Regions from separate parts of the Mus musculus genome. Here regions 1, 2, 3, 4, 6 and 7 are each linked to region 5. Evidence: chromatin contacts called from public HiChIP or PLAC-seq and promoter capture Hi-C data. All regions are on one chromosome and are shown on one strand. The core of a region is the stretch at or near the end of the contact, and the rest is flanking DNA. Distances in the headings are between cores, read along the strand shown. Region 1 holds the start of Ptgs1 (prostaglandin-endoperoxide synthase 1). Region 2 has its middle 6.7 kb from the start of Gm46735. Region 3 has its middle 45 kb from the start of Ptgs1. Region 4 overlaps Mrrf (mitochondrial ribosome recycling factor). Region 5 holds the start of Rc3h2 (ring finger and CCCH-type zinc finger domains 2). Region 6 holds the start of Psmb7 (proteasome (prosome, macropain) subunit, beta type 7). Region 7 overlaps Psmb7 (proteasome (prosome, macropain) subunit, beta type 7).

The links. Promoter capture Hi-C pulls out the DNA fragments that hold promoters and counts their contacts. HiChIP or PLAC-seq counts read pairs in DNA pulled down with a chosen protein or histone mark.
Region 1: a contact with region 5 is called in an H3K4me3 HiChIP or PLAC-seq map of pro-B cells, with 7 times the contacts expected there. The contact joins the promoter of Ptgs1 here to the promoter of Rc3h2 in region 5. A contact is called at or near these places in 6 of 39 promoter capture datasets (the 3T3-L1 cell line, the HPC-7 cell line, cranial neural crest and 2 more) and 2 of 115 datasets of contacts at active chromatin or transcription factors (pro-B cells and stem cell-derived neural progenitor cells).
Region 2: a promoter capture Hi-C map of hippocampal neurons shows a contact between it and region 5, with 6 times the contacts expected there. The contact joins the enhancer-like site here to the promoter of Rc3h2 in region 5. A contact is called at or near these places in 2 of 39 promoter capture datasets (cranial neural crest and hippocampal neurons) and 4 of 115 datasets of contacts at active chromatin or transcription factors (astrocytes, embryonic stem cells, large pre-B cells and 1 more).
Region 3: a contact with region 5 is called in a promoter capture Hi-C map of the 3T3-L1 cell line, with 6 times the contacts expected there. The contact joins the enhancer-like site here to the promoter of Rc3h2 in region 5. A contact is called at or near these places in 2 of 39 promoter capture datasets (both in the 3T3-L1 cell line) and 1 of 115 datasets of contacts at active chromatin or transcription factors (large pre-B cells).
Region 4: a promoter capture Hi-C map of liver shows a contact between it and region 5, with 4 times the contacts expected there. The contact joins the enhancer-like site here to the promoter of Rc3h2 in region 5. A contact is called at or near these places in 10 of 39 promoter capture datasets (the 3T3-L1 cell line, 3T3-L1-derived adipocytes, the C10 cell line and 5 more) and 3 of 115 datasets of contacts at active chromatin or transcription factors (differentiating embryonic stem cells, embryonic stem cells and stem cell-derived neural progenitor cells).
Region 6: a promoter capture Hi-C map of pre-B cells shows a contact between it and region 5, with 4 times the contacts expected there. The contact joins the promoter of Psmb7 here to the promoter of Rc3h2 in region 5. A contact is called at or near these places in 5 of 39 promoter capture datasets (the C10 cell line, cranial neural crest, erythroid cells and 2 more), 1 of 484 Hi-C or Micro-C datasets (CD4 T cells), 1 of 115 datasets of contacts at active chromatin or transcription factors (large pre-B cells) and 2 of 9 other capture datasets (adipose tissue and liver).
Region 7: a promoter capture Hi-C map of the HPC-7 cell line shows a contact between it and region 5, with 4 times the contacts expected there. The contact joins the enhancer-like site here to the promoter of Rc3h2 in region 5. A contact is called at or near these places in 3 of 39 promoter capture datasets (the 3T3-L1 cell line, the HPC-7 cell line and hippocampal neurons) and 1 of 9 other capture datasets (liver).

Annotation. Positions count from the first base shown.
Region 1 is chr2:36,228,930-36,232,435 of GRCm38.p6, forward strand. It overlaps Ptgs1 (prostaglandin-endoperoxide synthase 1), which reads left to right and starts at 1,497. Exons shown (of 11, transcript NM_008969.4): 1 at 1,497-1,640; 2 at 1,739-1,834. The coding sequence starts at 1,634.
Region 2 is chr2:36,196,717-36,200,523 of GRCm38.p6, forward strand. No RefSeq gene overlaps it. Among named protein-coding and RNA genes, the nearest start is that of Gm46735, 6.7 kb to the left of the region's middle. Within about 2 kb of position 2,020, at least 67 of the 459 cell types and tissues checked have an H3K27ac peak or open chromatin away from gene starts, as enhancers often do. A contact at or near this core is called in hippocampal neurons, where this site is marked.
Region 3 is chr2:36,273,730-36,277,452 of GRCm38.p6, forward strand. No RefSeq gene overlaps it. Among named protein-coding and RNA genes, the nearest start is that of Ptgs1, 45 kb to the left of the region's middle. Within about 2 kb of position 2,077, at least 14 of the 459 cell types and tissues checked have an H3K27ac peak or open chromatin away from gene starts, as enhancers often do.
Region 4 is chr2:36,157,471-36,161,287 of GRCm38.p6, forward strand. It overlaps Mrrf (mitochondrial ribosome recycling factor), which reads left to right. Exons shown (of 7, transcript NM_026422.2): 5 at 2,129-2,220. Among named protein-coding and RNA genes, the nearest start is that of Rbm18, 23 kb to the left of the region's middle. Within about 2 kb of position 2,006, at least 8 of the 459 cell types and tissues checked have an H3K27ac peak or open chromatin away from gene starts, as enhancers often do. A contact at or near this core is called in liver, where this site is marked.
Region 5 is chr2:37,421,442-37,425,081 of GRCm38.p6, forward strand. It overlaps Rc3h2 (ring finger and CCCH-type zinc finger domains 2), which reads right to left and starts at 1,462. Exons shown (of 22, transcript NM_001100591.1): 1 at 1,326-1,462.
Region 6 is chr2:38,641,831-38,645,463 of GRCm38.p6, forward strand. It overlaps Psmb7 (proteasome (prosome, macropain) subunit, beta type 7), which reads right to left and starts at 2,076. Exons shown (of 8, transcript NM_011187.1): 1 at 2,011-2,076; 2 at 1,528-1,621; 3 at 348-445. The coding sequence starts at 2,072.
Region 7 is chr2:38,619,533-38,623,311 of GRCm38.p6, forward strand. The region is part of intron 5 of Psmb7 (proteasome (prosome, macropain) subunit, beta type 7); the gene reads right to left. It also overlaps the pseudogene Gm13586. Among named protein-coding and RNA genes, the nearest start is that of Psmb7, 22 kb to the right of the region's middle. Within about 2 kb of position 1,824, at least 69 of the 459 cell types and tissues checked have an H3K27ac peak or open chromatin away from gene starts, as enhancers often do. A contact at or near this core is called in the HPC-7 cell line, where this site is marked.

The sequences.
Region 1 (3,506 bases), core at 247-2,746, 1.2 Mb before region 5:
TGGTCACCAGAAGGTCCCCTGTCCTCTGGGGAACAGAACCTCAGCTTTCCTCCCAGATCTCATTATTTTGCTGACAATCACTTGACCCACAGCCCCTTGCCCAGCTGGCTGGTTACCAGAGGGGTCTTAAATCTGGGGATGTGGAGAAACTGAAGCTGGTCTCAGTATACCAGGGCCCCAGTTCTTCCCCTGGTCTGTCCTGGCTTGCTCAGTTTCCCTAGAGCAGTTGGCTTTTGTCCCTGTAGAGCATGGGAACAGCTCTGGTTTGGAAGCAAAAGGGGCACCCCATCAGGCCCCACCTTTCCTACCTGTTCCTTTCCTGAGCCCAGAGATGCCCGAGAGCCAGCACAAGGATGAATGGGCCCTTCCACCAAGCCATGCCTCTGGGTGCGGGCGTGGGCAGAGGGCGTGCTGGGAAAACTGAGGGAGAGAGCTGGCAAGGAAAAGGACGAGGACACTGTGGCTTTGCTCCTATTCTCTGCTCCTTCTAGGCTCAGTTTCCCCCACTGTACAAAGGAGCCAATGACCCAAAGGCTTAGGTCCTATAAGGCTGGCAAGTGGCCATTCAGCTGGAGGGTGGCATTTGGCTAGCCCTGGAATCTAAGTTAGGGCAACTTTGAAAAAGGTTCTCTGACCACAGAGTAGCCACTGCCACATGGGATCTGTATATTTTTTTCTATGGTGTTTTTTTTAAATGTCTCATTAATTTTATTTTGTGTAAGGATTAAAATATACAAATGTTATAATTTTCTTTTAAAACAACTCCCCTCACCTTTAACTATCAGTAAACAAAATTGCCTTATGCCATACATATTTTTTGATATCTACTTTATATGTATCTTTTAAAAATTTTGTTTTTTAATTTTTTACTTAATTCACTTTACATCCCACTCACTGCCCCCTCCTGGCCACCCCCTCCCACAATCCTTCCCCCACTTCCCCCCTACACTTCTCCTCTGAGTAGGTGGGGGCCCCCTGGGTATCCCTCACTGCCTAGGGTGGTTTTGCATGTCCATTTTATAAATAAATACACCGAGGACCAGCAAGGACTAAAGGTGAGCCAACTGGCAGGCTGTGTATTAGGAATGTAAATTACAGCTCCTCATGTCTGACCTGGCCTCTGCCTGCTCAACGGAGAAGGAAGCTCTTCTGTTGGCGGGCAGGAGTGGCAGTAGCGTGTTTTCCATGCAGGACCTCGTGTGCAGGCTGGACTGGACTGCATGGCTTCTCACCTCCTTGCTCCTCATCCTTCTTCAAGCAAGCTATGGTTCAAACCAGCCTCTTCCACCATTTGTTCTGCCTACAAGCCTTGTCCTCCTTCGTGCCCATCCTCAGAGAGCCTCAGTTTGCTATATCCCAAATGGATGCATTTCTGACACTGTAAAAAGATCTTGCACCTCAAGGATCGTGAGTTACGGTCTGAGCAGTCACCATGCAGTAATTAATAAAACGTCTTGGCTAAGGCTGGAGCAGAGGAAGTTGGCGGTCAGCCTGTCAGAGGTGACAACTGGAGGGAGGAGTGGGGGTGGAGCCGTGAGATGGGTGGGAGGGGACCTGCCAGTGCTGGGGCAGTGCTGGAGTTGCACCCGAGGAGCCAGCCGTTGGCATTGCACATCCATCCACTCCCAGAGTCATGAGTCGTGAGTCCGACCCCAGTGGTGCCCCCACGCGTCCCGGAATTCGGTGGCCTGCAGGCGGAGCCTTGAACGCTAGGCTCAACTCTCTCTTCCTTCTGCAGGAAGGAGTCTCTCGCTCTGGTTTCCCCTGCTGCTGCTCCTGCTGCTGCCGCCGACACCCTCGGTCCTGCTCGCAGATCCTGGGGTGCCCTCACCAGGTAGGTGCCCCCGCCGGATGCCCGTGAAAATTCCAAGTCCTGCGCCGTGGGCTTGGTCCATCTCCCTTCCAGGCGGACTCCCTGATTCCCCTTTCTGCTCGCGGTGCCGGGGAATAGGGTGTTGAGGTTATGGAATGGGGTCCCTGGAGAATGGCTAGGGCCTACCTGGGATCTCTCTGGCACACAGCCCACTGAGATCCCGAGTCGGCAGGGGAAGCAGAGACAGGTTCTTTAACTTCTCACCTGATATGTGGTCCGACTTTCCAAGCAGCCTCTGTACCCCCCCCCCCCCCCCCCCCCAGAACTCGGCGGTTTCCTGTGGGGGCTCCTTGGGGAGGAAGCGGCAGACGCCAAGGGGAAGGCGGGCTGGACACTGAGTTCCTTTTCTTTGGCCTCTAACTTTTGGGGAGTCTATCTTAACGCTCAACCTATCTCCCCAACGGTAGATACAGGGATGGGGGTGGGGGACACCAGCTATCCTGGGAATGGGGAAGTGGGCACATAGTGACCAGGAAATTGAGGTTCAGTAGGTGCGATAACAGCCCCAAGTCACATAATGCATAGTGGGCTCAGGGTTTGAATTCAGGATCAGCCTAATCCAGTCACTCTCAATACCTGCAGTGGTTCAAAGAAGCCAGTTCTGCAATTCTGTCCCGCTTCTCTCCCTCAGGGCAGAACCAGGTTCTAGGAAAGAAAAATAATTTACTCCCCGCCCCCCCCATACTTCCCCTGCCCTCCACCTTTCCTTCCTCTCTTTACAATTTGGATGCCCATCTGTAAAATGGGGCCAAGAAAGGTTGGCAGTGGGGGAAAGGGATACTACAGGACCTTGGAACTCAGAGGACAGAGTGGCCTGAGAATCACAGCAGGCTTCCTGGAGGATGGGGTTTGAGTGAGAAAAAGAGCTGGGGACACCTGTGCTAGAAAGGTGACAGTCTGGGTTTTTGGAAAGGAAGCCATTTGTGATCCAGCACTGCAGTTTACCAAGATTAGCTGTGCGTGCCTTTTCTTTGGTGCTCACAGCAGCCTTGTGGGAGGCAGATGCGTTAAGTCCATTTTGTAGATCAGAACTTTGAGAGGCTCAGGAAGTGGGGCCACTTGTTGGAGACCCCACAGTGAGCTGATGGTAGAGCCAAGGCTGACATGTTGGCCATGCTGACTTTCAGTTTCAGCATGAGTCCAGCTCTCACCTGACCCTCCACCCTTTGAGGATCCGGTGTTCATGCACCTGTCTTCCTTGCTGGGATTCTTTTAGGGAAAGGGTAGAGTTCAGCTTGGAGGGCAAAGCTGTGCCAGGGAATCCACAAATGTTCAAGTTCATCCCTTCCAGACCCTGGGTTTGGCTTGGTGTCCTCCCTTTAGCCTGGGAGTAGGCATGACTTGGTGACCCAAGCTGCGCCTGACTAGAGCCACGGTGTCCCCTTTGCCTATAGTCATATTGCAAGTGCTGTAGTGGAATTTTTCTGTTTTGCATTCCAAGGGCTTTTTCTATTTGAGCCTTTGGCTGGGGCCTGGTGACACAGAGGTCACAGTCTGATGTGGAGTGATGTAGGTGCCCAGAGTGACGCTGGAGTCCACAGTCTGATGGTGGAGATAGGCGCCAGCATGTTGTTAAGTAGGAGAGTGAGGGCTGTGGCGAAGGGTGAGAGAGAAGTATAAAGATGTCAAAGAG
Region 2 (3,807 bases), core at 770-3,269, 1.2 Mb before region 5:
GAAGTCCCATTTTCTCTAGTCACCCAAAGTCTCTAATCAATTTTTGAACATGTTTGCCCAGGACCTTCAATCTCATCAGCTAAGCCTCCACAAGGGGTTCTGGGATACTCTGGAAGGCACTGCATACTGTCCCCAGGGCACTGCATAGTGTCCCCACGATTGGCATTACCATTCTCCTCCTCATGCAGGCTCCTTGTGGCTGGCTTTTGTAGCCAGCAATGCCCACTAGCAGGCTTCACATTGCCCCTACTGGGAGTGCCCTCTTGCCTTACAAGGGCTAGTTCCTGATCTTGGGACAAAGCCTGCTACAGTTGTCTTAATCCTAATCCCATGCCTATCTCTTGACCCCTGCATTCCAAGACATCCTGGGTGAGATTCCAAGCTCCTGTCTAAAGTTTTCCAGTACGCCAGCACCTCTCCAAACCGATTCATTCTCTGTTGTGGGGCTCCCTGGTGGCTCACAGGCAGTGATGGTCACTGATGTCTTTTTTCCTCTCCAGGCTCTGGTCTCAATGGAAATAGCTCCCCCACCCCTTCCTTCCAGATAATACGAGTGGCTGACAAGTGCTGGACTTGACTATTCTGGCAACCTAGGGGCTACTTATTATTTTGTGGATGAGGATAGACACACAGAGGTCAATTTACTTAGCCAAAAACACAAAGGATGCTGGGAACCCAGGCAACCTGGTGCCTGACTCCAACCCAGGCACCTCCAGAAGTTAACTGAGAGACGGAAAGCAAGGGGGTGGGCTGGAAAGAACTCTATGGGGTGCTGAGTGTCCTGGGAGGGGTTCTAGGCCCTGGTCCAGTTTGTACTTTTTATTAATAAAAGTCATTCTGCTTTTCTATGGGTACCAGGGAGGGGGCCCTGTTGGGGAGCTCAGTCAGCTTCACCACCTAAGGCAACATAAGGAAAATAAAGGCGATATAGAAAACAGTCTCATAAAATTATATTCATAGACTTTGTCTACATTTAACCTTAAAGTGTCAGTTGAGATGGTGGCTTATTCCTGGTTCTTGCTCTTTCTCCTGTCTTTGGTGTTAAACGTTCTATTGTGCGATGAGAAGCTGATGCATCTTTAAAGAAAAGGGGGAAAAAAAAGCCCAACTGTTTAAAAAAACGAGGACTTGCTCACTTACTGGTTCTCACCATCTATTTTTAAATCACATCATTTTGTGTGTGCATGCATGGGCACATATGTGGAGGTCAGAGGACAACTGTCAGGAGTCAGCTCTCCCCTACAACGTGGTTCTGGGGACAGAACTCATGCCATGAGGCTTGGCTGCAGGTGCCTTTGCCTGCAGAGCCATCTCTCTGGCCTTTATTTATTTATTTATTATTTTTAACTTCTGCTGGTTCCTATTTGTTTGTCTATTTTTAACTCTGCAGATGCCCGAATCTCAGAGTCTGGGAGCTATAGGACCTCATGCCCACGCCTGGTGCTGATGTCTCCGAGGCTGACAACCAAGAGAAGCTGGAGCTGTAACTAGGGAGAAAAGGCACTAATGGAGCCGGTTTGACCCGTGTTTTGTGTCAGGGACCCCTGGGTGAATGTGCAGTGGTGGTGAGGCCAGGGTTGGAAACAGGATAATAGTCAATCAGGAGGGTCTAGAGAGGAGCAAGGGAGGAAAGGGAGGAGGGGGTGTAGGGAGGCTCGTCAGAGAGAGGAGAGAAATAGAGAAGACAGCACTGCATAGAACAGGGGCAGAGACAAACATGGAGATCTGAGGCGCATGCCACACACTTGCAAGCACAGATATTTCCAGGTAGAGACAGACAGCGAGAGGGGAGACGGTGCAGAGTGTGATAGTGAGACGGAGACATCCCGCGTTGCCCTGGGAGACGCTTACCCAGACATAGGCTATACATACACGGGGGTGATGGAAACTCAAAGGCTAAGCGGAGGAGTCAGCTTCTTAGAAAGAAAAGTGGGAGAGAGGGTGGGTGGAGACGTTGGGGCCCTGTACAGCAGCCTGGGGCCTGGAGGGGTGTGGGTGGAGGAAGCGGCTTCAGCTGGGGCTGGCAGGCTGCAGGACTAGATAAGGACGCTTGCCAGAGGAAGGCAGGGAAGGAAAGCCTGGGAGGCTGCCCCAGCCTGAGAACAATGGGTACTTGACTCCAGCAGGTCATTAAAGAGACAATGAATACAAAGAGCGGCAGGAGCTTCCCCAGGGAGAGCAAAGAAGTGGGATAATTGAGGGCCTGTCCCACACCCTCTCCTGTCCAGAGTACACCTGAACTCCTCTGGGGCTTCGGTTCATGCCCCTCCCGCTACCTGGAAGGTCAGTAGCGGCTACACTTTAAGGGAGCAGTCTTGAGGAGCCAGGGTGGTAGGATTTAGTTAGAATGGAGCTTCTTAGCACAAAGGGCAGGAGAGGAAGCAAGCCTGGCCACATATACATTACTTACATAATCCAGACTCTTCCTAAAATGTCTGCTGACTCCTTTTCTTCTTTTTTCTTTTTGCATTAGAGAGTGAAAGGGAGAGTGGGCTGTGAGAGATACTTACTACATTATAGTGGTGATTGCCACTGGGGAGTGCTACCCCAACATCACATATAATGTGTAGATATTTATGTGTGCGCATACATGCTGTGAAAACAGGGATGGTTGTTACTGTGTATTCTGGGCGCTGCTTTCTTGTTTTAGCTTGTTGAAATTTTTTAAAAATGGGTTTTTGAGCTGCATGTATGTACATATGTGAGCAGTGCCCTTGGAAGCAGAAGAGGGTATCAGATCTAATAGGACCAAATATACAGACAGCTGAAAGTCCCCATATGGGTGTTGGGATTTGAACCCAGGTCCCCTGGAAGAACAGCCAGTGCTCTTAATGACTGAGCCATCTCTCCAGCCCCAGTTTTGTTTTTTGTTATCTTATCTTGAGTCAGTCTGTATAACTGTGTAGTCCTGGTTGCCCTGGGACTTGCTCTGTAGACCAAGCTGGCCTTGAAGTCATAGAGATCTGCTTGCCTCTACCTTCTGAGTATGTGGGCAATCATGCCTGGCCCGAGTATTTCTATTTTTTAATTTTGAGATAGGTTCCTCTCTGTAGTCCAGGCTGGCCTCAAACTCCAAATCCACCTGTCTCAGCCTCCCACATACTGAGATTGTTTCTAGGTGTGACCTCCACACACAACACTCTCCAGTTTTATTTTTTCCCCGCCCATCGCTCTTCATGTCTGTTTATTTATTCACATACTTAGTGTGTGAGTGTGTGCACAAGTCATGGAAGTCAGAAGACAGCTTCTGGAGAATGGAGCTCAGGTTGTCACGTTCGGCAGTGACCATGTGCTGATTGGTTTCACCCTTCCCATCAGCCTTGGCTTTTAAGTCTTTTTCTGAAAAGGAAAGGGAGTGATGAAGGGAAGGGAAGGGAAGGGCTGAGAGAGGGAGAAGGTGAGGGAAGGAGAGAGATTAAGACCTCTTAGCTCTTCTTTAGGCCTACCCTAAATGGTTCCACATAGAGGGACTCTCCCTTCCCAGGATTCCCCCATGTTCTCCTCCTGCTCAGGGCTTTAAGGACTTCCTCCCATGTCTCCTGTAACGATGTTCTCATCTTCCCAAACAGCCATCACTTAGGAGCAGGGGCCTCACACACAGGGTCAGACCAGGGGGTTGTTCTGGTGTCTGAGACTGGATCTAGTCCTCCAGTAAAGTTAAGCAAGAGGGCTCTGATCACATCTGACAACACGCAGTCAGACAGGGGGTCCCGGGAGTGTAGACTCTTGAAATCCCACACGTGTCTTCTAGAATGGGAGTGGGTCTGGGCAGCTGCTATAACAATGTAAGGAGGAAATAGAATGACA
Region 3 (3,723 bases), core at 827-3,326, 1.1 Mb before region 5:
TATATTTATGGAACATGTTGAGACACAGCAGTGAGGGAGTTGGGGCAGGGGAATGAGATACGGATATGATAAAATATGTTACACATATCAAGCTGTTGAAGAATAAATGAAAATTATTCAGTAATAATTGAAAAACAGGTAGTTTTGAAAGAAAAACACAGCAGATAAGGTTCAAAACAAATTAAAAATTGGGGCTGGAGGATGTATACCATGTATTTAACATGTGAAGTCCTGGGTTTGATCCCCAGAACCAAATAAAGGAGGCAATAATAAATAAATACTAGCTGAGATATAAGAAGTAAAAGAAAAAGTGGAAATATTCTGGTGCGTGTGACCTTTGAAAGGTGTTTGGATCCCAATGGCTTTACCTCTGTGAAGGGATTAGTGGGGCTAGGCTATCAAAACTGCCTCTCAGTGGTGCTTCTTCCAATAAGATCCCAACTTCTAAAAGCTCCATGTTTTAGTGTTCCACCACTGTGAAGAGACATCGTGACCATGGCAATTCTTACGAAGAAAGTATGTAATTTGGACCGGCTTACGGTTTCAGAGTTTCAGAGTGTCATCATTATGGTGGGGAGCACAGAGGCAGGCATGGTAGCATGACCTGGAAAAATAGCTGGGGACTACACCCTGATCTACAGGCAGAGAGAGAGAGAGAGAGAGACAGAGAGAGACAGAGTGAGAGACAGAGAGACAGAGAGACAGAGAGAGAGACAGAGAGAGAGAGACAGAGAGAGACAGAGAGACACAGAGAGACACACACAGAGAGAGACAGAGAGAGAGAGAGAGAGAGAAAGAGAGAGACACACAGAGAGACAGAGACAGATAGAGACAGGCAGAGAGAGACACAGAGACAGACAGAGAGAGACACAGAGACAGACAGAGACAGAAACAGAGAGACTGGGTCTGGTGGCTTGGGCTTTTGGAACCTCAAAGGTCACCCCCAGTGTAACTCTTTTTCTTCTTTTTCTATATAACACTTCCATCAATTTTCTGGGAGTTTCACATCATGTACCATGATCACAGTCCCCTCCCAGTCTCTCCATATCCTTCACCCCATCAAAGAAGTAGAAAACAAAAATTAGTAGGAAAAGAAAAACCAACTAACCAACCAACCAGCCAACCAACCAACCAACCAACCAAGTCCTCTTTGTGCTGTCTATACATCACTGGAGCATGGTAAAACTCTCAGTAGCCTGCCCTGAAAATAGAACTGAGCCCTTCTCTTCCCATACCTTAACCAGAAGCCATCAGTTGTGGGGAACTACACTTCAGCATCTCCCTCACACTCATTTCCTGTCCTTTAACAATTAGTGCCATTCCCTGGCGACTCAGCATTCAAATATATGAGCCTGTGGAGATTATTCTTATTCAAACCACCACACTCCAAAAATGTCCAAAATTGTACTTGTTGCATGTACTATGTGTTCCAAAACATGAACTTGTGAAGGATACTTCACACTCAAACCACCAACCACATTTTGGACTTACTTTTTCTCTTCCAGACAGTCTTACACTGTAGCTCAAACTATCCTGAAACTCACTATATACACAGACTGATTTCAAACTCATGACAATTCTTCCTTAGCCTTCTACATGAGGGAATCACACACACAAGCCACCATGTCTCCAAATTAATTCTCAACTAGGTCATTTCTATAGTATTTGCTTCACAAAATAGACAAATCAAATTATAATATCAAAAAAGTAAACAAAGCAACAACAAAGAGAACCTAAGAGTGTTTCATCTAATGGCAAGTTGGGAACCCGTCCATGGATTCTGTGGAAACATGACTGCATTCTTTATATGTTTCTTTTTTGCTTTTTTTTTCCCCAGTTGCATTTCTCCACTCTCTTTTTTTCCTCTGTGGTCACTCCCATTTAAAGAAGGAATTCTTGACAGCAGCATTGAGTTGCAAATACCTTCAAGTTAAGTTTAGTTTTTTTTTTTTTTAATTTTAACTAACACATACTTGTGAAAATTACATCAGCTAGAGATTACAGTTTGTCTCAAGATAACTTCTTACTCAGGCGAACATCACAAATCTCTGCCTTCACTAACATTCTGACTCAGCTTATGTCATGAGTCGAATATATTCCCTAAAATTTCATATAGTGGAAATTTAACACTCAGTAGGTTGGTGGTATTTGGAGGTAGGGCATTTTCATTAGAAGGAGATGAAGTAATGAGGGTGGGGCCCTTATTATGGGATTAAGAGAAGATTAGAGCTGAGTGTGTGGTGTCTTTTTTTCCATGCCAGCACACAAAGTCTTCACTAAGCACGGATGTCTTCATTTTGTCTTGTCTTCATAGCTTGTACAACTGTGAGACACACATTTTGTCCTTTTAGTAATCATCCAGTCTGTGCTGTTCCATTATAAGAACAGAAAATAGATGGAAACAGCCTACAAATTCTGTTTTCCATCATAGCCCATTGTAGAGGGAACATATTAGTGATTAAATTCATGGCAATTTCCTAACCTTACCAACAAAAATGCTGTTTTCTTATTACCCATGCATTTTCCATAACTAGCAGTTGCTTAACAAAATTCTAGGCTCCACATAATCTAGGGTCATGGCTGTCCTTCATGCTCTAAGGGATAAGTATATTATATGCTAACTCATGTTATATGCTAACTCCATGGGGCTAATCCAATGATGATCCTTAATGAATTCAAACCCAGAGCACTGTAGAGAGCCAGAATTCCCTTCGAAGACCTTATGAGGGAGTAGCAAGAAATCCATGTTTATCCGTCATCCTGCCTATGCTGAAGTAGTCTCATAAGGGCCTCCTCTTGCCTGAGCCTACAACACTTCAGGCTACTGCTGTTTAAGTAACAGATGCTAAAGCTATCTATTTTGATGATTGCTCTTTGGTAAGGGGCATACGTTTTCTTATCCTGAGTTATTGACAAACAAGATGCTGAGTCAGTCTAGCAAAGCTTGTAATCCATCCAAATACCCTTTCATTGTATTTCTGGGCCAAGTGCCAAGTTCAGCCAGTTTCTTGGAAAAGGCCACCCTCTAGTGGCTAGCTTGAGTACAACAGCAATTCTTCAGGAAAGTTTTTTACTTGATGTAATATATGGCGTGAACGCCCAAAGAAGAGAAAAGTTAATAACATCAGAAGATAGGAGAAGGGCTCTGGGAAAGAAGAGAAAAGTTAATAACATCAGAAGATAGGAGAAGGGCTCTGGGACAGTAACTGTGTTCATGTGAATTCACATTCAATAATATACAGAGCTAGAGTTGCAGATGGATGAGGCTTCTAGGTAGCAGAGAGTCAGCAATAAACATGAGCTCTAAATAGTATCATTAAATAAGAGTGATCTTATACTAAACCATTTCTTCCAAGCTAGGCATTGTTAGAATGAAAGGGTCTGTTTTGTACTCCATCTGCTTTATAGTCAATTGCTTCATGGCTTGGTTAGGACATTTTGAAAATAACAATCAACTTAGACTACTTTCCCTTTGAAATTCACATAGGAAGTTCAGGCACAGAGAGAATGCTAACGAAGACAATCCACATTTCCAAGCTATACTCATGCCTAGCATTGTTAGGAAATCTGAGTAATAAGGAATTCAGAAGTATGCTTTAGTTTATATTTTGGAAGGTAACCTAGCAAAAGGGTTTAAGAGCACAAACTCTAGGATCCGAGTTTGAATCCTAGTTCCTTATTCACCATATGGATCTTAAACATATTATTTTACTTCTTGTTGAT
Region 4 (3,817 bases), core at 756-3,255, 1.3 Mb before region 5:
TTTTTAAACAAGATCTTGTTTAAGTGTTTGGTGCACACTTGCCTTATACTTCAGCTGGCACTGTACCTTCTACTGTGAAGATAGAAATATTAGGGCACACTTCCTGCCTAGCTTGGTGAGTGAGTACTGTTGTACCTTCAAGGGAAGGTTGCGTGGGACTACTTGAGCTAGACTGAAAGGGAGCTTGGTGGTGGTAGGGGGAGTTGCTAGTTATGTGGTGAGAAGCTGTAGAAGGCTGGGGGATGGGAGATAAAGCTTCCTCTGTGAAGTGGGGGAGCTCCCTTTACTCTTAACTCTACACATGAAGGATTTTGTTAAGAATAGCTCTTCTCTGCAGGGGGACACTAACCTTATTTCTTTGCCTAGTTATCCTCTTTGATTTGACTTCATGTGTGTGAGTGTTTTATCTGCTTAGTGTGTACCATGTGCATGCGGTACACACAGGGGCCAGAAGATGGTAATGGACCCCCTGGAGTTGGGTTACATATGGTTAGTGGCTGCCACGTGGGTGCCAAGAAACAAACTTAGCTCCTCTGCAAAAGCAGTAAGTGTTGGTAAGTGCTGAGCCGTCTCTTCAGCTCCACATAGGTCTGTAGTGTTCATAGTCTGTTCCTCATGTAATGGTGACTGAGTATACGAGCTTGAGGGTCTTTATAGCAAAGACAAAGTAACAGCAGTGGGCTAAGTGCAGTTCAGCTTCTCCTTACCCCTGAGAGGAACTGACGTTTGATAGGTCGTGTCTTTATTGCCTGTTTCTTGGGTTGTCAGAGAATGCTGTCTGTTCTAAAGGATTTGGCTTTACCCTGTAGGCCACTTGTTCACAGTCAACAGCTGGTGCTTGGTTATATCACAGCTCCCTTTCCAACCTGAGAGTCTATGCCAGAAATGCCATTTTAAAGCTTTAGATTCTTCACACCTGGGTGTGGATATTCTAGTTTGACATTTTGACCTCATACAGGTATAGAATTAAGGTTATTTAAAGATGGAATGGAAGTTTTTTAGATACCTCCTCTAAAACATTAACAGTGAGATGCTTGGAGAAATAAAATTGGTGTGTGCCACCCTCCGTGCCTTTCAGACATAAGAGCTGGAGAGGAACTCAAAGACAGGGATTGGCCTTGAATTCCAGTGGCATGGCATGATCTGCTCTGGAAAAACCTGAAATACTTTTGAGTATGTCAGAAGCCTTGTTCTTGTGAGTTTGTTGTCTTCCACCCACTTTCTGTTGCTTTTAGGATTGCTACAAGGTGAGGCTGAGTGTTAGGGACTCTGTACCAGGGAGGGGGCCTGTCAGAGGGGCTCCTGAAGGGTGTTAGGGTGATAGTGTTTCAGTGTAATGCTTCCATTGACTCTGCCATTAACTTGTGCTCAGTACACGGACACAGTTTATTCACACACTAACAGCTCTTACTGAATGTTAACAGTGCCAATCACTGAGTAAGGTGCTTTAGCTCACTCACTGTCTTAGTGATGTCCCGGTACCTCATCATCTCTGATTGTGAATGATCAAATATACCTCGCAGGGATCCTGGTCCCAGAGCTGGATATAAACTGAAGCTTTTCTGACTCCAAGATCGTGCTTTGACTCTTCTGCCATTCTCCCCTTTTTGCTGTGCATACCATTGGAGGTTTATTGCTTATGCTGAAGTGTGTGTAAGCTTGGTATTGAGTGTAGATGTGAACGAGTTAAATTTATTTACTCATTCCACATTGGCACTGGTATATTTTGAGTGTAAAATGTCAACTGGATTTTTTAACGTATGAAATCTTTCATCTGTCTTTGCACCGATCTTTGCACAGACCAGCCCTCCTCCCTTGAGAATTTATTGTGGTTTTGATCTGTGTTGCCTCAAACCATTGAAATCTTTTCAAAGAAGCAGAGCTGTTTTCTTTTTCTTTTTTCTACTCTTTCTTTTTTCCTTCCGCAATACACTGGTACCAGGAGTGGACATAGTTTGCTATTCAGCTTGATCAAAGCACTCTACACCAGTGTAACTTCCTGATCTTACTGGTAACAGAACTAAATGTTTCCATGTTCTGCCAAGATGGGTTGCCAGTTATCGACAGAGGGCTTGCATCTGGTAATAATTATTTACTAATTCTGTTTACCTTTTGATCTGGTTTTCAGTGTACAGCTGCAGCTATCAAGGCTATAAGAGAAAGTGGAATGAATCTGAACCCAGAAGTGGAAGGAACACTAATTCGGGTACCCATTCCTAAGTAAGTTTGGCTGAAATCCACGTATTCCAGTGGTGTGGGGTAGTTGCCCTTGGATGGAAACCAGTGCCCTGCAGCATTCTTGGGCCAATGATGTGGCTCACTTACCTGCGTCTTTTACTCTGGCTGTGCTATAAGATCAGTTTGCTGGTACAGTCTTGTTTACCGAATACCTATGTGTGCTAGATGCTTGGTCTACAGCAGTGAATTTCAGAACCCCTTGTCCTCACACTTTCTGGCAGGAAAGTTAGGACAAGTTAGCACACAGAGTCATCACAGCTCACGTGAAGTAAATTCTAGGAGGAGATAAAAGGCATTGGTATTCAAGTGAGGGCGAGTGGTGGGAGAGTTAGAGGACAGGGCAGTTTTAGTGTGTGGGGATTCTGTAAGGAGCTAATGCTTCTGCTGAGAGCCTGCTGAGGAGGCAGAATCATCAGCCTAGGGGAAACAGTCCAGGAAAGATGAGTGGCAAGCAAAGGCCTCAGATCACAAAGCAACTTGACACTTGTCAACTCTAACCCCATAATCCCTATCGAATTATTTTTACATTAGTCTTTGGTAATTGAAGAATTAAAGGCATAGATCCAAAGTCATGGTTTTTTGTTTTGTTTCTTAATGGGGTTTTAAATGAATAAAAATAGATCTTTGTTCCTAAAATTGAAAAGAGAAGACAGGGCTGATGAGATGGTTCAGTGGGTTAAAAACAAACCGTTGCCATAGAAGCCTGATAGGCTGACTCCAGTCCCTGAGCCCACATAAAGGTGGAAAGAAGCAACTGACTCTACAGAGTTGTTTTGGCCTCACGTGTGGGCTGTGGCAGCAACCCCTCCCCACCAATAATAAATTAAAAATATTTTTAAAAAGAAAAGATAATACTTGGGAAGTGGGGTCAGGAGAGTCAGAAGTTTAAGGCCAGTCTGATCTACACAATGTAACTCTTTCTTGAAAGAACTGACAGGATGGTGACATGTTTGAGTAATAGAAAATCTGGTGTGCCTGAAGCTCAAAGAAAGGTTAGTGAGAGCAGGGTTTGGACAAGTACCGATGGGCGGTTCAAGGCCATGGAAGGAATCGGGATTTCTTCTAATGGTGAGGAGAAGCCGTTGGATGGGTTAAGGCCATGGATTGATGATCTTACAGAGCTTTGTGGGTGTCTCTCTCATTGCTAATTAACATATGGAATTTATGAGACAGAGTAGAGATAAAAAGAACAGTCAACAATCAAAGTTACAGCAATCCAGGTGAAACATGAGCCATGGTTACACAGCAGAAAAACGAAGCCCCTATTACTACTACACAGTACCACACACTGGATCAATTTGTTTAGCCATTCAACAAATACTTACTGAGTACTAACCATAGGACACACGCTTTATTGTGGTACAGCAGTAAACAGAACAGCAAAGCTCCTTGTTTTTCTGAAGCTCACCTGAGAGTTAGCTGAGCAGATGTAATAAACTGTCAGTGTAATGTCCAGTGATGCTAATGTCTATGAAGAATCAGCAGGGCAAAGAGGTAAAGGAGGGCTGGAGAGAGCTCAGCAGGTGAGAGTACTTACTGCTCTTGCAGAGGACCTACCTGGCTTCAGTTCCCGGCACAT
Region 5 (3,640 bases), core at 212-2,711:
TCAACAAAACAATGGTAATATTGGAAAATAGCCTTTAATAGGATAGAATAGTCTCTGGGTTTTCAAGAACTGACTGTGTTAGTAAACAATTTAAGTAAACAATTTAACATGGATATTGATGTCAGATCAGTGATGTAGTTTTTTAACCACATAAAAGGTAAAAACAGGAATCTACAAACTATTCTTAATGAGTCCAAGTCTTAGGCTGTGTATACAAGTTAACCACAAAGAGACTAGACCCACCAACTAGAACATTCGTTTCTTTCCTTCTGTCAAATAATATCACTTTAGTGTGCCATTATTAGCTTTCTCTGGTTAACTCCAAGTTTTTACTGGAACTTTAAAGCCTGACTACTAAAAATGACAGGAAGATTTGTAAAACACTTTTAACACTTTATTCGGGATATAAAGTCAACTCTAATTACAGTGGGTCAAGATGAGAAGAAATTCCTTAGGGTCCTAAGGTTAGGAGGACAGTGGGATTAAAAAGAACCGAGGTGGAGCTTAAACAAAAATCTAAACAGGTTGAGAATCACTGAATTTGAATACTTAATGTCTGTGATTACTTTAGACTATTTTGGTCTGAAGGCTGTGTCTGCCAGTATCTTAAAAACTCTGGTGATTTCAAGGATGGAAATGACAGCTACCCTTATCTCCTTCCTAACGACAGAAAAGTACAGCTGTTTCTCTTAGAAACAAAGATGCTTTCTACCATTCTCCTAAGATGGTGGAAGAGTCTCCTTATGAGGCTCCCCCAAGGAAAATAATAAGAAAGGGGGAAAGAAAACTATAGCAGAATTCCCTGGCTGTGCTTCATGCCATCGCTCCTAGTCACATCCCCTGGTCCAGCCATCTCCCTCCAGGGAGGTTAAGCCCTCCCTGGGCATTGTTTAGCCAGGGTCCCTATTTACAACACTCAGATCGCCTCCATCCCAGCGCTGTGGTCTCGGTAAGCCCAAGGGCTGAAAAGAAAACGCTAAGACAGGACCTGATCTCGGGGACCTTTTCGAAAGCCCCTCTTCCTACATGGGTTAAGCAAAGAAGGAAGCCGGCCTCTGTTCGGGTGGGATCCTCAGTGGTCAGAGGCGTCCCTTCAGCCGGTGCTGGAGAAAGGTGGCCATCTGAGCGTTTCGCTTCGCATCAAAAAGCCCTACCAGAGCGAGGGGCCTCTCTGTCGTGTCAGGTGCGGCCCGCGACTCCCAACCCTCGGGGTACCGGCGGCCACCGTGCACAGGCCGCCGGGCAGAGACAGCTCCCCGCCCCACCTCTGAGGACCCGGCAGCCGGGCCAGGGCCCCAGCCGCATCTTGCCCGCCCCCGCCCTACCTGAGGGGCCCGGGCGGGGTCGCTAAGGGCCGCTCCCGGGGGCCCCGCGACGGCGCGGCTCGGCGACGGAGGCGCCTCGTCTCGCCGGGGCAGAGCTCGGCGGCGGTTTCAGGGCCTCAAACTCCATCGGGAGCTACAGGGACAGCCCCGTTGGCGGCGGCGAAGGCCGCGACGGGGCCTCCTCCTCCTCCCTCCCTCCGCCTCCTCCTCCTCCTTCTCCTCCTCCTCCTCACCACGGAGGCGGACCTGGAGGGATCCCGATTTAGCTCTCGCGAGAAGATACTGTTCACTTCACGCGAGATTACGCAAGCCCGGGAGTTGGGGCAGAAGGGAAGCGTAGTGGCCCGGCCACCAGAACTGCGCATCAGTTTCCCTCTGAAGAAGAAAGCCACCCTCGTCACATGACAAAGGAACCCCAGAGTACTGTGGGAGATGATGCGAGGACTAGGCAAGACGAAGGGCCTTATGGGAAACTCCCTGCACATCTAAGCCTTGACCAGGAGGCTTGCAAGATTGAGCCAACGTTAAATTTATCATCCATAGAGCAGAACCTGCTTCATCTATGTTACAGTCTACTTTACTCTCTTTGTAGTGAGATACTAACCAGATTAGCAAATAATTCTCCAGTTTACAAAAACCAGGACCAAAGTGAAAACGTTTGGCAAACCCACCTACCTCATCTAAAATCCCAGATGCCTCAAAAGTGAGAAGGATCAAATTTTACAAGTTTTGGAATTATAACTCAATATTTGTTAGAGGACTTATGGCAACCTGTAAGGTAGGAATTATGAAGAAAGACTGAAAATAAGGATGAGAAAAGCAACAATTATAAACAAATATGCCAGGCTGTATGATAACTGATATTTTAAAAGCATTTTAGTTTTATAGTTAATTTATCAAAGTAATCCTAAAAGGTTAATATTGTGAATCTATGCTAATGATGTGCAACTGAATGTGAAACAAAATGTTCAGCAACATCCATGATAATAATCTGTATGTAAGTTAGAATATGGAAATTTCTCTAATGAAGCTTTAAATATACATGAGTTATAATCCAGATGTGGGGCTGGCGAGATGGCTCAGTGGTTAAAAGCACCGACTGTTCTTCTGAAGTTCCTGAATTCAAATCCCAGCAACCACACCGTGGCTCACATCTGATGCCCTCTTCTGGAGTGTCTGAAGACAGCTACAGTGTACTTACATATAATAAATAAATAAATCTTTAAAAAAAAATGCAGATGTGATGGTGCATCCCTGTGAACCCAGCAATTGAAAGGTCCAGGCAGAATCATAGACTGAACTGCTTACAACTGCAGCTCCAGTGACACAAAGCTTCTGGCAAGTGTGACAAGATCGGCTTTTTAGTTTTTGCATTTTGTTTTTTTTTGTGAAAGATCCATTGGCCCCACCTGTTTGTTGTTTGTTTTGTTTTCTGGTGCCTTGGCTAGCCTGTAACTAGCTCTGTAGACCAGGCTGGCCTCAAACGCAGAGATCTGACTGCTTCCCAAGTGCTGGGATTAAAGGCATGTACCACCACCTGGCAGCCCCACCAGCTATACATTAATAACTCATTATTCATAATTTCATCCAATTATGTTAATCAAAAAAGAAAGTTTCCCAACAATCAGGTGTACATTTTGGTATTTTCTTTTTGTTTTTGTTTCAAGACAGGGTTTCTTGTGTAGCCCTGGCTTTCCTGGAACTCACTCTGCCTCTGGAGTGCTGGGCTCAAAGGTGTGCACCATCACCACCTGGCACATTTCTGTTCTTTTCAACTGGACAGTGATGAGTAATTTTATATATACATGTTCCCTAACCTACTGTGTGTGCATTTTCCATTCTACTTCCATTTGATATTTTTCCATTTCACACAGGAAACATTCCCCAAACATGGAAAACCACATTAAAAGTTAACAATCACACCTTCCTTTCCCTATTATGTTTTTTAGACAGGGCTCAAAAACCTGTATAGTCTTGGCTGTCCTGGAATCACTCTATAGACCAGGCTGGCCTTGATCCTTGATATCTGCACGACCCAGCTTTCCCTATCATTTTTTAATCACTGGCATTTTTCCAAATTAATTTCAAAAACTTAACAATTGTTTGTCTACCTCCATTAAAATACAAGCCCTATGACAGTTGGTAATCTGTTTATCTACCTTTTAGTACATATATAAACCAGTAGGTAGGTTCTTTTTTTTTTTTAAGATTTATTTATTATTATAAGTACACTGTACCTGTCTTCAGATGCACCAGAAGAGGGCGTCAGATCTCATTATGGATGGTTGTGAGCCACTATGTGGTTGCTAGGATTT
Region 6 (3,633 bases), core at 826-3,325, 1.2 Mb after region 5:
ATAGGAGGACTCCACCATGAGGAGTACAGGTGACAAGTTATGTCTTAAGCTATTTGTTTGACACAGAGTCTCATTTACCCTAGATTAGCCTCAAATTCACTATATAGCCTTGACCTTGAACTCCTGACCTTCCTGCTTCCACCTCCCCAGTGCTGAAATCACAGGCCTCACCACCACTCCCATCTCCTGCAGTGATGATGACATACATCCCAGCCCAAAACACCTCTAAGAGAGCTAAAAAAACAGTCTCAACAGCAAGCAGGTTGCAGAGAGGATATGGTAATGGTCCATTTTTAGTCCCAACATGCCAGAAGATTTCAGAGTAGTTCAAATTCAACAATACTTACTAAATATTAGGAGATATGAAGTGAATTTTTGAACAGTTTTTGTCAGCAACAACCATCCCTTCAGTTGCTCTCGTGTCTGCTCCAAGAACTATGCCATCCTATTTTTTAGAGAAAAAAGGTTTTCAACAATTTATATACATAAGATAGTATTTAAGAAAAACAATGTTGGCCATTCTCTGCTCCCAGAATTCCATATCCCCAGTCAAAATTCCTACCAAAACTATTGTCCTACATTATTAGTACATCCTTAATAAATGTCAATGGCTAATTCTTGAGGTGATTAAGACTCATTTCCATCTTCAATCAAGGCGCAACGATTCAGTAAATTCCTTTTAAATCACAGAGCTAAACTGGAAAGAAAAAATGTGGAATGAAGACCCACAATCTTTCCAACAAAATATTTCCAACAAAATAGGTCAGCAAGTACAATACACTAGTCGGGCAAGCCTGGAAAACTGAATTCCATTGTAAGAAGCCACATGAAGCTCAGAATGGACTCCACCAAGTTGTTCTCTGACCTCTACACTTGTCCCATAGCATATGTACAAGCACATACACAGAGAAAATTTAGGAAACAGTCACCTCTATTAGTTTTTGAAATGTGACTCTCTTCACCCCACTAACAACATTAATCGCTAGCCTTTATTATCTTTACAGTTTATTTCAGGATTTATCTCCATTTGATGGATAGAGATTTAACTCTGTAAAAAAAAAAAAAAAAGGCTGAGGGCAGAGTGGCTCTCCCAACGTTGTGGAGGCAGAAGCAGGTAAATTTCTAGTTTAAAGCAGCCTGATCTACAACAATCGGGGCTATATAATGAGACCCTGTCTCAAAGGGGGGGGGGGGGGGGGGGACTAAACTGCCCAAGTAGTTCACTAGAAACAGTATGGAAGCATTAAACATCTAAACAAACCAATTAATCCCAAATTCTGTGCTTTCCCATTGTAGCATCCTGCTTCCTAGAGTACCTTAGGAAAAGCCAAATTGCCCTCATGTGTAAAACTTCAAAATGAGTAAATACAAACTATTTAACATGTAAAACCTCTTGATCAAGGCATTCCCTAATAAAAGCCGATTCTCATGATGCACTCTGACAGTTCTAGCTGGAAGCTTGAGTCCAAGTGGTCTAACTACGGTTAATAGGTCAGTTACCGCTACGGTCGGCCTGTCTAGGCTTACCTTATACACCACCCCCGCGATGGTAGTGCCAGTTTTCCGAGCTTTCGGGAGCTTGAACCCCTTTTTTGCGAAATCCGCTTCCAAGACAGCATTCCTAAGGGAAGGCACAGAAATCAAGTGTTAGAGGACAAGACCACTGGCGAGAAGAGTGGGTGCTTAGGAAGGAACTCAATTTTCTTCCACCCCAGTGTGATCACTGGATTCTCCCATTATTAGCACCATCGGCGAGGAATTACAGATCGGGGCGGTGACCCAATCCCTCCAAAGCCACAGGAAAGTCCAAATCCTTACACACTGGCAAGGGGAGAGGGCCGCGCCGGCCTCAGAAGCAGCCCGCGCTGGGGCCCGATTCCCTGAGTCACACGGCCGCGGGCACCATCCCCACGCTCGCCTCACGCCCCCGACCCCGGCCGCAGCCCAGTTCCGATCCGGCGTACAGAGTTCCCACTCGGGTCCCGATCGCGCCCCCGGGCATGAACACACCTGCGACAATTATCAAAAGAAAAGCCTCCGACCGGTGGCTGAAACACCGACACAGCCGCCATCTTGCCAAGAAAGTGTTTCCGGGCCGAGGGCGGAGCGACAAAAAAAGAACTTAGCACTTCCGGCGCCGCGAGAGACCGGGACGAGAGGGCGGGGCAAACTTCGAACTGGCGCTCTTGGACATAGAGTTCTTGAGTTCTCACTTCCTAGAGAGGCTTGGGTCTTTGAAGTAGTTTTGCCTCAAGTCCTGGGAAGGGGAAACTGACGATCAGCCGAAGGGATGGAATTTGTTAAATCAGATAATAAAATTCCCCCAATAACCAAATCTCCTGACGCTCAGACCAGATCTGTTTCTGCGGTTAAACTAGAATCCGGCGTGTATCAGGGACATCCACACACCCCAGGTCCAGGCAAAGCCGCTGAGCAAATCCCTTTCAACTCCCTTATTTCCTACTGTTAGTGTGTAACGGAGCTTTCACCTTCCTCAGAAAGGCAAACAGACACATGGAAAGACGTTTCGTGCCCTGAGTCACGAGGACAAGGCAACCCCAAGCCCCCAGTGAGACACTGCTTTGGACCCACTACAATGACTGGAGTTGGACAGAGAAAAACTCTCTGTGACAGGTGGGAATATAAAACGGTCATCTGCTCCGGAAAACGAACTGGATCTTAAACCAAAATTATCACTGTCATACCTACCCAGAAGAACTGGAAAGCTAAGTTCACAGATGCTTCTAGGCAAATGAGCATAGCAACCAGGTACCTAACAGGCAAATCGGGAAACAACACAAATGCCCATTGACGGATGAATGAGTAAACAAAATGTGGAATATCAGCACAGTGAAACAGTATTAGGCCGTAAAAGGGAAGGGAATGTGATACCTACTAAATCAGGGGTGACCCTGGAAAACAATTTGCTAAATATAAAGAGACTAGGCATGGAGAAGAAGAACCACATTGTATAATTACATTCACATGTGATATACTATACATTCATGTGGTAATCATGTTCACATGCCTGTGGGTACATGTGGGTGTATGGTTAATGTTGGGAGTCCTCCACCACTCTCCACTTTACTCTTTCAGTCATCTTCCCTCTGGGCCATCTCCCCAGCCTTAGAGAGTTCCATTTGTATGAAGTATCTCAAAATAGGCAAATCTGCAGAAGCATAAAGTGAATCAGTAGTTGTTAAGGCTGAAGGAGAGGCACTGGATTGTTTATGGGCACAGAATTCATAATGTTACCCAGCACTATGAGTGCAGTGTTATGTAATTTTAAGAAAATCTTCTACTGATGGAAATGTGAGGCTTGCTGCGGAAGTCAGGAAAATATTTTTAAACTTATTTAGGCAATAAGTGACACCCTCCATGACTGTGAAATGAATTCATTTACAAATATTTATTAAGCACCTACTATGTCCTATTATGATTGTAGCTGAAGACAGACGGATGGATAGATAAATGAATGAATGAATGAATAACATCCTAAGGATCTAGAACCAGTGTCTCAACCATATTTTTAGTAAATGTTCACTAAAAATTAAGTTCCATCTGATTGCATCTCTGGGTCTTTTGAAATAAAGAAAATAAGTTCTAATTTTGAAGCCCTGTGCTAAGAATAGG
Region 7 (3,779 bases), core at 574-3,073, 1.2 Mb after region 5:
TCATCTAGAAGCACACTCTGGCAAACAACAGCAACAATGGACTCATGGTCATGAGGAATTCCAGGTCACACTGACATCCCCTGGCTTTGTGGCTCTTTAGACATGGCACATTGTACTGGTCCCACTTTTTAAACTGGGAGATTGACACTCAGAGATAAGGAACTTGATCCAATCTCATGGCTCATGCTTAAAGCACATCAACAATTTTGAAGCCAAAATTTGTTTTGTTTTGTTTTGTTTTGTTGGGGGGGTGGTGTTGTTTGGTTTGGTTTGGAGTCTTCCTCCATAGCCTAGATTGACATGGAAAAGTGGTCCTCCTGCCTCAATATCATCTGCCGCCTCCCTGTCTCCAACTCCACTTTTCTTTTTTCTTTTGTTTGTATCTGTAGTACTGGGCATGGGACCTAGGGCCTCACACATGCCAGGCGAGCACCATGCCAATGTCCTACACCGTCCTCCTGAGAGTCACAGGGCTTTCTCCCTTCCACCACCTGTCTTACACAGGAAAGCCAAATGCTAAAGTCAAGGTTAGTAAGTGAGTCGAGCATTGAGCTAATGCTCACAGTGAGCCTAATCACCACACATCTGAATACAATCTGTATTGCTTTATAACTTTCATTTTACTTAAAAACTCAAAAAATATATTTGAATTTTAGTTAATGTTTTCAATGATTAAATGTATTGTTATTGTCTAGCACTGACACTTAGGCATATGTTCTTAGAGTATTTATATTACAATAGCCACATTTTTCAAAAATAAAATTAAGTCTTAATTTTCTGAAACCTCAGAAGGTACTTAACAGCATTAGTGCAGATTGAATAGCCTTTATCCAAAATGATTGGGATCAAAAATAATTTGAATTTCGGATTTGGGGAAATGTGCATACATACAATTATAATGAGATATCTTGGGATGGGACCCAAGTCTACACATGAAATCATCTGCTTCATATGCAACCTATACACATAGCCTGAAGGTAATTTTATGCAATACGTAAGGGGATCTCAGTTCCCACTGCAACCTGTCACATGAAGTCCAGTGTGGTGTCTACCTGCAGTCAAGATCCCCAATTTCACACTTCAGAGCTGGGATGCTCAACCTATGGTTCAGCCTAAACCTGTTTTTCTGTAAGAATTCAGAATAAATTCTGAACGTCTTGTGAAAACTCACAGCCATTTACTTGCTCTGTATGCTTTAAAATGCTTGCATTAACACAGAATGTATGCGGTTTTAGTTTTGAGAGGTATATTCTTTTATATATCAATGTTTGCTTAAATACTAAATCAAACGTAACAATTCTATACTCACTGTTACTGGACAACTGGAGAAATCAAAACTGAAAGGCTTCTCCACACTGTGCTGCTACCCAAGCTCTAAGAATCTGGCAGGAGGAAATCTGCTTCTTCTAAGTCCCAGGCTTAAACTCAGACTGATGCTCCCAGAGTCCTCAGCCCTGAAGCCATGTGTAGAGGATAGCCCCCATTTTAAAGACTAGAACTGATACTCCACTTGTTTCAAATGATTTTCCTACAGCACAGCAGCTAGTAATAAGTACACTGAAGATTTAAACCTACAGTTCAGAGGCTAGGAAGCCCAGGCCCAATTCCGAAGCAACTCGGGACATGCCAGTTGCCCAAGCTCTGTAAACACACAGCTACTCAGGTAGGGAACAGTTCTGGGCTCCCTGGCCTCTCTGGGTACATCACTCTGAGCACAAGGTACCATTGCCTCACGTTTGATCAGTGACTCCTACAGGCTGAGGAAGACACTGTGTACAAAGCTGAATGCTGGGGCATAGTCAGAGCTCAATGAAAACTAGTTATTGTAATGACTCAGGGACAAGCTGCCTGTCCTCCAGCAGTGACCTGATATACTCATTCTCCACGGGTCCCTGAGTGGTAGCTTTAATGGGAACCAAGGTGTTCAAAATTTCTTTTCTCAATGCCGAGAAGTTCTAAGAGACAGCAAGAAATGGATCCCCACTGCTTTTCCCCAAATCAATTTTACCAGATCTTCACAGGAAAAAGGGCTGCCTCTGCTAAGGAGCAGTCTGTTTTAAGCACCCAAGGACCTGTCTGCCACTGTGGTCTGCCAAGGTGGAAGATGTATGCAGCGATAAAGGAGTCACGCAGAACTTTCTAATCCATCAGTGTCAGCTCTTCCTGACAGAGCGCTTACTCACACTTGCTCATTGTTAGTCAACTGGCCACTCTTCCTGCAGAAAACCTGGTGCTTTCCACGGACCTATGGATGGAGGTCATTTTTCACTCCATTCCTGCCTCCAAGGCCTCGTCTCCTGGTACTGGTGCTTGCACCGAGGCCAACAATGCCAGTGTGTGAAAAGCTGATTTATGAATACAAAGCAATGCTGGTGCCAGGGGACTGCACTCAGCCACTAGAGAGCAGTGGAGCACCTCTCCAGGCTCAGAGAGACTAAGCCACAGACTTGAAAAGGTTTAATTGTATGCATGCATTTCATTATAAGCCTTGGCCAAAAGCTTTAGAGGCAGGCGGCAGGGCAAGCAATCAGACAATCTTGCATGGCTTGCTGAAATCCAGATTTGTCCTTTGTCAGCATAAACAGTTTAATTTGATGTTTTCACTCCTGAGTAAGCACTGAGTATTACATCTAAACCCTCGTGAGGGGAAGAACGCCTCCTTTTCATCAACAAATGTACTTCAATGTCAGGGTCGACTTTTAATTCCCAATAAATTATTGGAAATATATTCCCAGTTAATATGCTGGGAAAATATATATTCTCAATCATCCAACATTCTTCACTAAAAAACTAGTATCTCAAGCAATGCAGCTCCTTCTCTACACATAAATGTAAGAAAATATTTAAAATACCCTTTGAAGGGAACGGGGGGGGGGGGGGGGGATTTTCCTCACAATTGTAACTGTAAGGTCTCATGGACCTGACAGGTTATAAACACTCCCAGGAAAAGCTTAAAATCTGGGGGTATCTAGGCTTAAAATGCTAAAGGTTTTCTTATTAATGTATTGTGGTGACACACCACTAGTTATGGCAAGAAACATTCTCTTAAAACAGAGGGCCACCTAACCCCATGCCTATGGACTAAGATGGAGGGTGACAATTGCTACAGATGTGTCTGTCCTACTTCCTGTCCTGCTTGCAAGGGTTAGTCTGCTTTGCAAGTCTTTCCCAAGCTGCCATGAACCCTCAAGAACAAAGCTTCAGAACCCTCAAGAACAAAGAGGGTGTTTCTCTTTTGGTCCCAGGCACTGCTGGTTACCGTGCAAACACGGCCAAGTCCAAGAACTACACCACACACAACCAGTCCCGCAAATGGCACAGAAATGGCATCAAGAAACTCCAGTCGCAAAGATACGAATCTCTTAGGGGGTTGACCCCAAGTTCCTGAGGAACATGTGCCTCGCCAAGAAGCACAACAAGAAAGGCCTGAAGAAGATGCAGGCCAACAATGCAAAGGCAGTGAGTGCGCGCGCAGAGGCCATCAAGGCCCTGGTGAAGCCTCAGGCCATCAAGCCCAAGATGCCAAAAGGCCCCAAACTCAAGCGGCTGGCTTTCATCGCTCATCCTAAGCTTGGGAAGCGGATTCGAAGCTACATGGCCAAGGGTCAGAGGCTCTGCCAACCGAAGCCCAAGGTCCAAACCAAGGCAGGGGCCAAAGCTCCAGCTAAGGCCCAGGCTTCAGCTCCAGCCCAGGCTCCCAAAGGTGCCCAGACCCCTGTGAAGGCCCCGTAGAAAAGGCTCCTGCCAGTGTGAAGACAGACGGACTGCTGTGACACACC